Linked DNA regions of Mus musculus: region 2 is linked to region 1. A link is a contact called in public HiChIP or PLAC-seq data. All regions are on one chromosome and are shown on one strand. The core of a region is the stretch at or near the end of the contact, and the rest is flanking DNA. Distances in the headings are between cores, read along the strand shown. Region 1 overlaps Gm29538 (predicted gene 29538). Region 2 has its middle 45 kb from the start of Platr5.

The links. HiChIP or PLAC-seq counts read pairs in DNA pulled down with a chosen protein or histone mark.
Region 2: an H3K27ac HiChIP or PLAC-seq map of extraembryonic endoderm stem cells shows a contact between it and region 1, with 6 times the contacts expected there. The contact joins two enhancer-like sites.

The regions. Positions count from the first base shown.
Region 1 is chr1:88,446,217-88,450,595 of GRCm38.p6, reverse strand. Gm29538 (predicted gene 29538) reads left to right here. Exons shown (of 3, transcript NR_166084.1): 2 at 4,211-4,322. Among named protein-coding and RNA genes, the nearest start is that of Gm28888, 12 kb to the left of the region's middle. Within about 2 kb of position 2,910, at least 32 of the 459 cell types and tissues checked have an H3K27ac peak or open chromatin away from gene starts, as enhancers often do. A contact at or near this core is called in extraembryonic endoderm stem cells, where this site is marked.
Region 2 is chr1:88,797,884-88,802,030 of GRCm38.p6, reverse strand. No RefSeq gene overlaps it. Among named protein-coding and RNA genes, the nearest start is that of Platr5, 45 kb to the right of the region's middle. Within about 2 kb of position 1,385, at least 28 of the 459 cell types and tissues checked have an H3K27ac peak or open chromatin away from gene starts, as enhancers often do. A contact at or near this core is called in extraembryonic endoderm stem cells, where this site is marked.

The DNA of each region.
Region 1 (4,379 bases), core at 1,661-4,160:
TTAAAGTCTGGAAGTGGTTTCCATGCTATACTGTAAGGTTAAAGAGCCCAGCATTCAGAAAGGCCAGCATGGCAAAATACAGAAAGGGGAGAGCTACAAAGAGGAATGGTTCTAGTGAAAGCCAGAGAGAAACCTCCAAATGTTTTGATTTGTGTTGATCTGAGTGTGTGAGAGGTAACTGAGTCCAGAAAAGACTCTCCAGAAGGTGGAATCTAGAACAACTCTCTAAACTCACGTAGGGCTCTTCTCTCCATCACAGAAAGGGCTTTTGATAATGAAACAATAGATTACATCCTCAGAAAATAATTGGTTTGATGGAATCAGGGGAGTGGTTGTCTAGGCATTTTCCTAGATTCAAAAGAATCCTGGGCCAGCCCTAGAAAACCTTGAACACGAGCCTCAAAACTATTGACTAGAATCCATGTGACTTCAGTGAGAAAACAAAATTCAAAGAATCCCAAAAAGTATAACATTCTTGAGACTCATGGCTACAGTATCCCATGTCCAATAAGACTCCCCACCCAAAGGGGTGGTAGACAAACTGCTCACATGATAGAGAGGACTGAACTAGCAGGAAAGGGTGATTATCATAAACGGTCACCACACATTCAAGTCCTTACAGGAACCATGATCACAATAAAGTGGGAAGTGTAGCAATGGCACTGGTCCAAGTAGGACACCCAGAGATGAAGATAAAAAATGTAGACCACTGGATGAGATGGACAGCACCCAGCCATGCAGAAGAAATCAGTGGGCACAAACACAATAAGGCAAACTATTAAAAATGAAATTAAAAAGAGAGAGGTGTAGCCAGAATGCTAGTGACATAGGGAAACGGCAGAGCATCTAAACCACATGGAAAGAATCACAGAATACACTAATACACACATACACACGCACACACACACACACATGCACACACACATATGCACACACACGTGCACACGTACACACACACACGTACACGCACTCTCTCTCTCTCTCTCTCTCTCTGTATGTGTCTCTCTCTCTCTCTCTCTTACCTCTCTCTTTCTCCTGATCAAAAGAAACCTGGGGCTGGAGAGATGGCTCAATGGTTAAGAACACTGATTGTTCTTCCAGAATACCAAGGTTTGATTTCCAGCCCCTATGTGACAGCTACAATTTATAATTCCAGTTCCAGGGGAATCTTTTGCCCTTTACTGGCCTATCTGGGCACTGCATACATATGGTGCGTAGACATCCATGCAGGCAAATTCCTATACACATGGAGGAGGATGAGAAGTTGGGGGGTGAGGGGAGGAGGAGGAAACAGGGCCGAAAAGATGGCTCAATGGTTAGAATGTGCACTTATCTTACAGAAGACTCATTCAGTTCCCAGTACCATGTCAGGTGGCTTGCAAGTGTCTTTAACTCCACCTCCAGGGGGATCTGATTCATTTTTCTGTCCTCTGTAGGTGTGTATGCTCACTCATGAGCACACACACGCGTGCACACACACACACACACATACACCACTCATACATAAATCTTCAAAAAAGGAGACACAGTCTGCATGTTTACATCTAATAGTAAGCACACAGATAATACATTTACAAATAGGCATTGAGTGAATGTTGTCTAATTTTACTTCAAAAGTTCTTTTGCTGTGTCATGGCTTCTTTCAGATGTTTGGACTGAGAACACGGAACCTTACTCATTCCTAAGACCTCTTATTTATGTGAAGATGATCGAACATAGTGAAAATGGAAAGAATAATAAAATAAATACTAATGTATTCACAGACACAGTACCATTTACAACAGCCAAGTTATTGCAGCCTATTACAGCATTTCTCAGTGGATAAATGGGTAAAGAAAATGTGTTTTATGTGAACCATGGAATTCTATTCTGTCACTATAGAAGAACACAATTATGTCATTTGTTAGAAAATGGACACCACTGGAGATCATGATATTAAGTGAGACAGGCCAAATTTGCCTAATTTGTAAAGCCTAGACTATTTCCATAAATACATAAAAGCCTTTGCCTCAATACTGGAAAAAGGAACAGGCTGGTTGGGGAGAGAAAGGGGAGACAGAGACAGAGGAGAATACAATAAGTGAATGTGACCAAAGTACATGATACACTTTTTTAAAAAATGTATTTATTATTATAAGTACACTGTAGCTGACTTCAGACACACCAGAAGAGGGCGTCAGTCTCATTACGGGTGGTTGTGAGCCACTATGTGGTTGCTGGGATTTGAACTCATGACCTTTGGAAGAGCAGTCAGTGCTCTTACCCACTGAGCCATCTCACCAGCTCTATATGGTACACTTGAAAGAGATTTTCCCTGGCCTTGAAGAGCTCCTTCCTCAGTTTACTTTCTCTTGCTGTGAGAAACACAACATCCAAAAGCACTGGGGGAGAAAAGGGTTCACTTATCTTTCAGCTGAGGAGAGGTTGGAGACCGTACTGTTAGAAGGGCAAGCCCTTCACAGCCTCCCACCCTAAAAAAGCCAATTGGCCTCATACTACAGAGCCAGTCCTTACCCCCTTCTCCCTGTTTCCCGCCTGTCATCCAAAAATGCAGAAGAATATCAACTCAGTGTTATTCTTAATAAAGTGTATTTCAAATTTGTTCAGTCAAACTTAGCCAGGGTTCCAACGCCCTACTTAAAATTCAACTAAAAAGTTACCTATTCAACACTAATTAACATTATAAAGTCAACGCCTACTGCTTAAGGCTTTTCTCTTAGTTGTTTACTAAGATTAAAAAAAAAAAACAGTCTTAGCCAAATACAGTTTACGGGAGATCAGGACAGGGACTCAAGGCAGGAAGCCAGAGGTTCCTGAAGCAGAGGCGGTGAAGTAGTACTGGCTTGCTCTTTAGGGCTTGTTCAGCCTGTTTTCTTATAAGCAAGAGCCACCAGCCTAGAGGTGACAGCGCTCACAATGAGCTGGGCCCTCCCCCATCAACCACCAATCGTGAAAACACACTACAGACTTGCCCAGTAACAGGCAGTCTGGTCGAGGAGTTTTCTCAATTGAGGTTTCTTTTCCTAGATAACGCTAGCTTGTGTCAAATTGATTAAAAAAGCAAAGTGAAACAAAATCAACAAAAAAACTAACCAGAACTACCCCACAGGTTGGTGGAGAAGCTTAAGGAAAGAGAGTCTCCGTCTTTACACCCAGTGTGGACATAAGCTTAAGGCACAAAGGCACACCCCGCCCCCGCCTCAGTTTATCCTCACTTCATACAAAGACTTTCTCCTTGAAATATTTTGTTCAATTCATCTGACTTGATCTGGCCTTGGTTACTGTTTTTCTCCCTCAAATGTAAAGCCAGCCTATCAGAGACTTTTTGACAAACACTAAACTCTCTGTGCTTTCCCCTTCAGGAAAACAAAACAAAACAAAAAACAAACAAACAAATTACCAACAATGAGCATAAAATTTGCCTGCTTCCCAGTAAATACCTTAAGCTTGAAGAGAACTCTTTCTACCAAATAAATAAATAAATAAATAAACAAGTAAATAAATAAATAAATAAATAAATAAGTGAGTGAGTTTCTTGCCTCAAGCTGTTACGACAAATTTCCATCCCGGATAAAACAAAAGCATGCAACTCTCTGAGACTTGTGTCTCGCGCTTGTGAATATCACTCCCTCCTGTTTTGCTGTATTTGCCTGGCGCTCCTTGAATCACTATAGCTTGTGGAAAAACTGAAGCTATTTAAAAATTGATGAATTATCCCTCATTAGAGTCAGAATAGCCCTGGAGTGGCTGAAACTTGAGCAGGATTAGAAGCAACACATGAGGAGTTTGTAACCAAGCAGGTCTCCATGGCGACATGTGATTGAGCCGATCATAATTGTAAGACATTTATTTGGGGCCTTTTTCTGTTGTTGTTTTTTTAAATCCCGAAGAAAAGTCTAACACAAAAGAAACTGGTCTCAGAGTCTCTAGGCATATAAATTGGCAAAGGTAAAAGCCATTCAAGATCGCTTTACTCATTCAAAAAAAAAAACAGGCACAAATTTCAAGCCCGGGGAAGGAGATCTTAGCTCATCGGCTAAGCCCAGATTCAGTTCTGAGTGAGAGCAGGATGCCATTAAAAGTGCCAGCTTTACTTCTTGTAGTTTGGGTTTCGGAATAGCCCACAGCATCTTGGATAACCCACACGTATGCAAATAGTGGTTCTAACGATCGTATTTCTAGCTCGCTGTCTGTGTTGTTCTTCCAACAGTGTGTTCTGAATTTTAAAGGTGCGATAACAAGAATATATTTCCTCTGAATCCAGAAGTCAGCCTGGGTCCTTGAGGTGACCTTGTGGTCTACTTTCTAGAGTCTAACTGCAGGTAAGCACCTCCCAAGGCACCCCCCGAAACCTTGTCCTATATGGTCCGAGGGAGCCT
Region 2 (4,147 bases), core at 136-2,635, 350 kb before region 1:
AGATCACCATGAAGTTGACAAAGTCATCTCCTGAGCCACTTGCTGGGTGCTGGTCTGACAGACTCTAGGTCACCTGTGACACCCAGCCACTGTGACTTAAGCCATAGATAGGATCCTAAGTCATGGGATCGAGTCTTGGGACATCTTGATTTCTTTGGTGAGGGCTTTGGGGATCTGCTGGCTAGCACATTTCATCTCAGTATGAAGATGAATTAGAATCAACTTGTTAGCACACCTTAAGAAAGATGGAGGGCTGAGATGTGACCTGTTAGTAGAGTCTTCACTTAGTACCCATGACACCCATGAGTACCCATGAGTATCCATGAGGTTCTATCCTCAACTCAGGAAAATAAAACAAACAAAAAAGTTATAGCAGAAATGTCACCTCAAATTGCCTAGTGAACAATTTTTTTTGAAGTGAATGAATAAGTTAGAAAACTTCACTGAGCAATCTAGCTCTAATCTAACACCTGGATGAGTACTGATATCTTTTGGATCCTCCCTCCCTCCCTCCCTCCCTCCCTCCCTCCCTCCCTCCCTTCCTTCCTTCCTTCCTTCCTTCCTTCCTTCCTTCCTTCCTTCCTTCCTTTGGTTTCAGGACCTGGAACAAGAGACTGAAGTGCATAACTTACATACCAAAGCAGACTAGGCCTCCAGGTTCTCCCAGCATTCCTCAGTTCCTACCTGGTACACCCTGCCCCCAACCCTGAACTTTCCACCCCAGAGGCTCCTCCCTATATAATAATCCAGACATGTTGGTCTCTATTCCTTTCCTCTCTCTCTCTTCTCTCTATGCTCATACCCTTTCTCTCTTTCTCTGTCCCCCATCCCTCCCAATGGCAACTCCTCTGGCCTCAATTCCCAATAAACCTGCCTTTAATATGATCTAATCTAATCTGGTTTGAATTGGCTCATTTCACCAGCGGCAAAGAACTAACCTATCACCTTTCTCTCTTTTCCCTGAGAAGGCACTAGAAGCAGCTGTCCACCAAGGGAAGCAGTTCTCTGTGTAAGGACCCAGCCCCCTCCACTTTCAGTATCCTTCCCAGTGGCTCAAAATGCATGTGGGACCAATGCTCTGGGAAGCAGTGAGCAGAAGTCAGGACTCGGTTTTTGTGAAATCTTAGACCTGGAAGCCAGTTGAGTCCCCCTGACTTGAGGTATCTTTGAGCTCTAAACACACAGGGACAGCCAGCTACCTGTCAACACTGCCATTAAACCTGACCGTGGGACTAAAGCAGGGTCCCAGAAGTCACATCTGTTATTGTTCTGCTTTGTTACTTCAGGACAACAGTGCCTGTGTCTTCCTCCTCCTCACTAGATTTCACCACACCCTTGCCTCGGAGGCCAGGGAAACACAATGCCCTTCAAGTTCTAGCTGAAGGACACTGGACTTTGCACAGAAGTGGCTGCTCCTGCAGTGTGCGGAGGAGTGGGTAGGGTGGGGCTGGCTCGGAATCCACTCTCTAGCCTGAGGCACTTGCATTAAGTCCATTGTTTATTCATGAGCTGTTGTTTTTATAAATTTATAGAGTACATCCTTTGCCGTAGGCAGGCTATATTATACACTTTACAAAGCAGAGACTCTCCTCTCTCAAATTCTTAGATAATTTGAAAGCACCATGCTTGGTGGATAGCACTGTTCTTGAAGTGTTTGTTCTTAACTTGGTCACTCCCATAAAAAACTGCAGGTGACTTGCAGGCTTCATGTTCAGCAAGCCCAATTTTTTGTTTTTATTTGTTGTCTTTTGTTTGTTTTTAAATCACAAAGGCAAGGATAGGTGGGTCCTTTTTTTCTCTCTCTCTCATTATGCAATTTTGCCTCAAAATGCTTAGGCTTTCAAACTCTTCCTAAGAATCTCGTCTTCAACAATTCCAGAAATGCCAGTCAGGCAACTCTGAACTTCGTGTAATCACAAATGATGGCTCAAAGCCCCGAACTTATCTCCTGTACAACACAAGGCCCAACTGTGCCTTGGGACAATGAACAATGTGCTCCACGGTAACACGTTAGATGGTGCGTGAGTGTCAGCTACTGAAGCACACAGGGGATGGTCGGTTAAGAACCCCCTCTCCCACCCCACCACACACACACACACACACACACACACACACACACACACACATGAGAATCACTCCGAACAGCCAGGGGATGAGGGAAATGGCTCTTTAATAAGGCTGGCCTGTTTCTGCCTAACCTCCTAGGGAAAGTAGCCATGAACAGACAATGTTAGCAGTTTCTATAAATACTCAATGTTCCACACAGGCTATCCTCTTTGAGTCTCTTTTAGGTCCTGACTTTAAACTGTTAAGCGGAGACAAAAGACTTCGAGTCTGGCTGTTCCAACAAGTAGAAGATTTACACAGCAAAGATACTGTCACGATTACTTTTGAAGTGAACCGGTATTGTTCTTTTCTGGTAGTTCTTACCCAGGGTCAGGACCGCCTGCCTGCCTGCCTGCCTGCATCTCTGCCTGTCAGAATTAGGTCTTTCCCTGATAAACACAAAGCAGCACAGGACCATGGCTGGGACCCTGCTGCTCCCTGGGAATGGCCTGCTAAAGGCATGTTCTTTTATATGGGAATGAGCCGGATGCGCTGTGAGCCAGGGATGCCTTCTTTAGTCCTGGGAACAGGACCTAATTAGGAGCAATCTTAGTCAACAAATTAACAGAAATATATTCTCACCAAACCTAATCTCAGCTTATATTAGACGTACAGCCTTTTCCTCTCTAGTTGCTGACAAGCTTAGCTAGTTCCTACTTATGTTCGAGTTACATTAGAGGCAGCGCTCCTTCAGCTGGATCCTACTCTATCTCCGTAGTGAGGTTTTATTGTTTTTCTTATTTTGTTGCTTTTTTCAAAGGGCAAGCCATTAATCACTGAAGTCAACAGGAACTCAGAGAAGCCCCCAAAGGGAACGTTCCTAGGAGTCTTCCGTGAGGGCCATAGTGGAGAAGATCCTGCTTTAGGGATTTAGACCTTGACCTGCCTTTGAAAGCATCATTCATCTTTAATAATCCTCCCCACGGCTTCTCCTTTTAGAAGTTTTTGTTAATGGAATTTACATAATGGAAAGAAAAGCCAGGCTCATCCTGGGCAGAGGCATAGTTTACAAGAGGCCTCCTGTGTTTAATTTGTTTTGACGTTGATCCGTTGAGTTTGGGGGCCTGAGAGCTTTCTGAAGTTACGAACAGACTTGAGAGGCAGGCCCGGAACGTTAGATGGGAGATGTCTCAAGGCTCCTTGTACAACCTCTTCTCCACTGCGTTCATTGTGAATTCTGCATAGGTGCGGCCCATCCGGGAGCAAGGCTGTCCCTACTGGCATCTCTCAGTGATAGAAGGCGTCCTTCTGGAGAGAGCGTCTTCCAGAGCTTACCCTCCCACTGTGAACACGATACTCTGCTCTGTGCGGCGCCTTCATCTATATGCACACGTCCATGACTTTGCTATTATCACAAAACCTTCTTTAGTTCACTCTGGCCAGTGCAGACGTGTTCTTCTCACCCCCTGGGAGAAAGGAATAGAGTTTTCTAGAACCAACCGTGAGTGGCCACGGTCAGGGAGTACAGATTCTAGTTTCTCCAGGGGCTGTGTGCCAGTGTGATAATAAGGGACTAGAAGTCGGATCCCTTGATAGGTAGACTGATAGGTGTGGGTTCGAGTCCCACCTCGAGCTAGGTAAAGATGGTGAACTTCCAAAGTGGCTGGCTTCTTCCTCACCCTCCGGACCTGAGACAGAAACCTGGCAGCTTAAACAAAGGCCTTATGGGTTTTTTCCTCCCGCTAGTGGGGCCCCTTCTGATGCACAGTCTCAACCATCCCAAGGCTGGAGTAGGAAGTATTTACACAACAGCTGTGAGCCAGTCACTAAGCCACCCTCTTTCCTCAAACTGTCAAACCCTAAGGCAGAGGGAGAAGAGTCTTCAAAGACTTTTAAAACCGGCCATCAATGAGGGATGAGAGTTTGACTTTCTTCCAGCTTCCACTCAGAAGAAAGGGGAGGTGGAGGAACAGGCGTGGGTTGGGGATCCAAGGCTTTTAAAAAGAGGTTAATAATCAGATCTTCTTTCAAATTCAGTAATATGTGAGAATAGCCATGATAACTTTAGATAAATTTGTTGTGTTTTTATATATATTTTTAA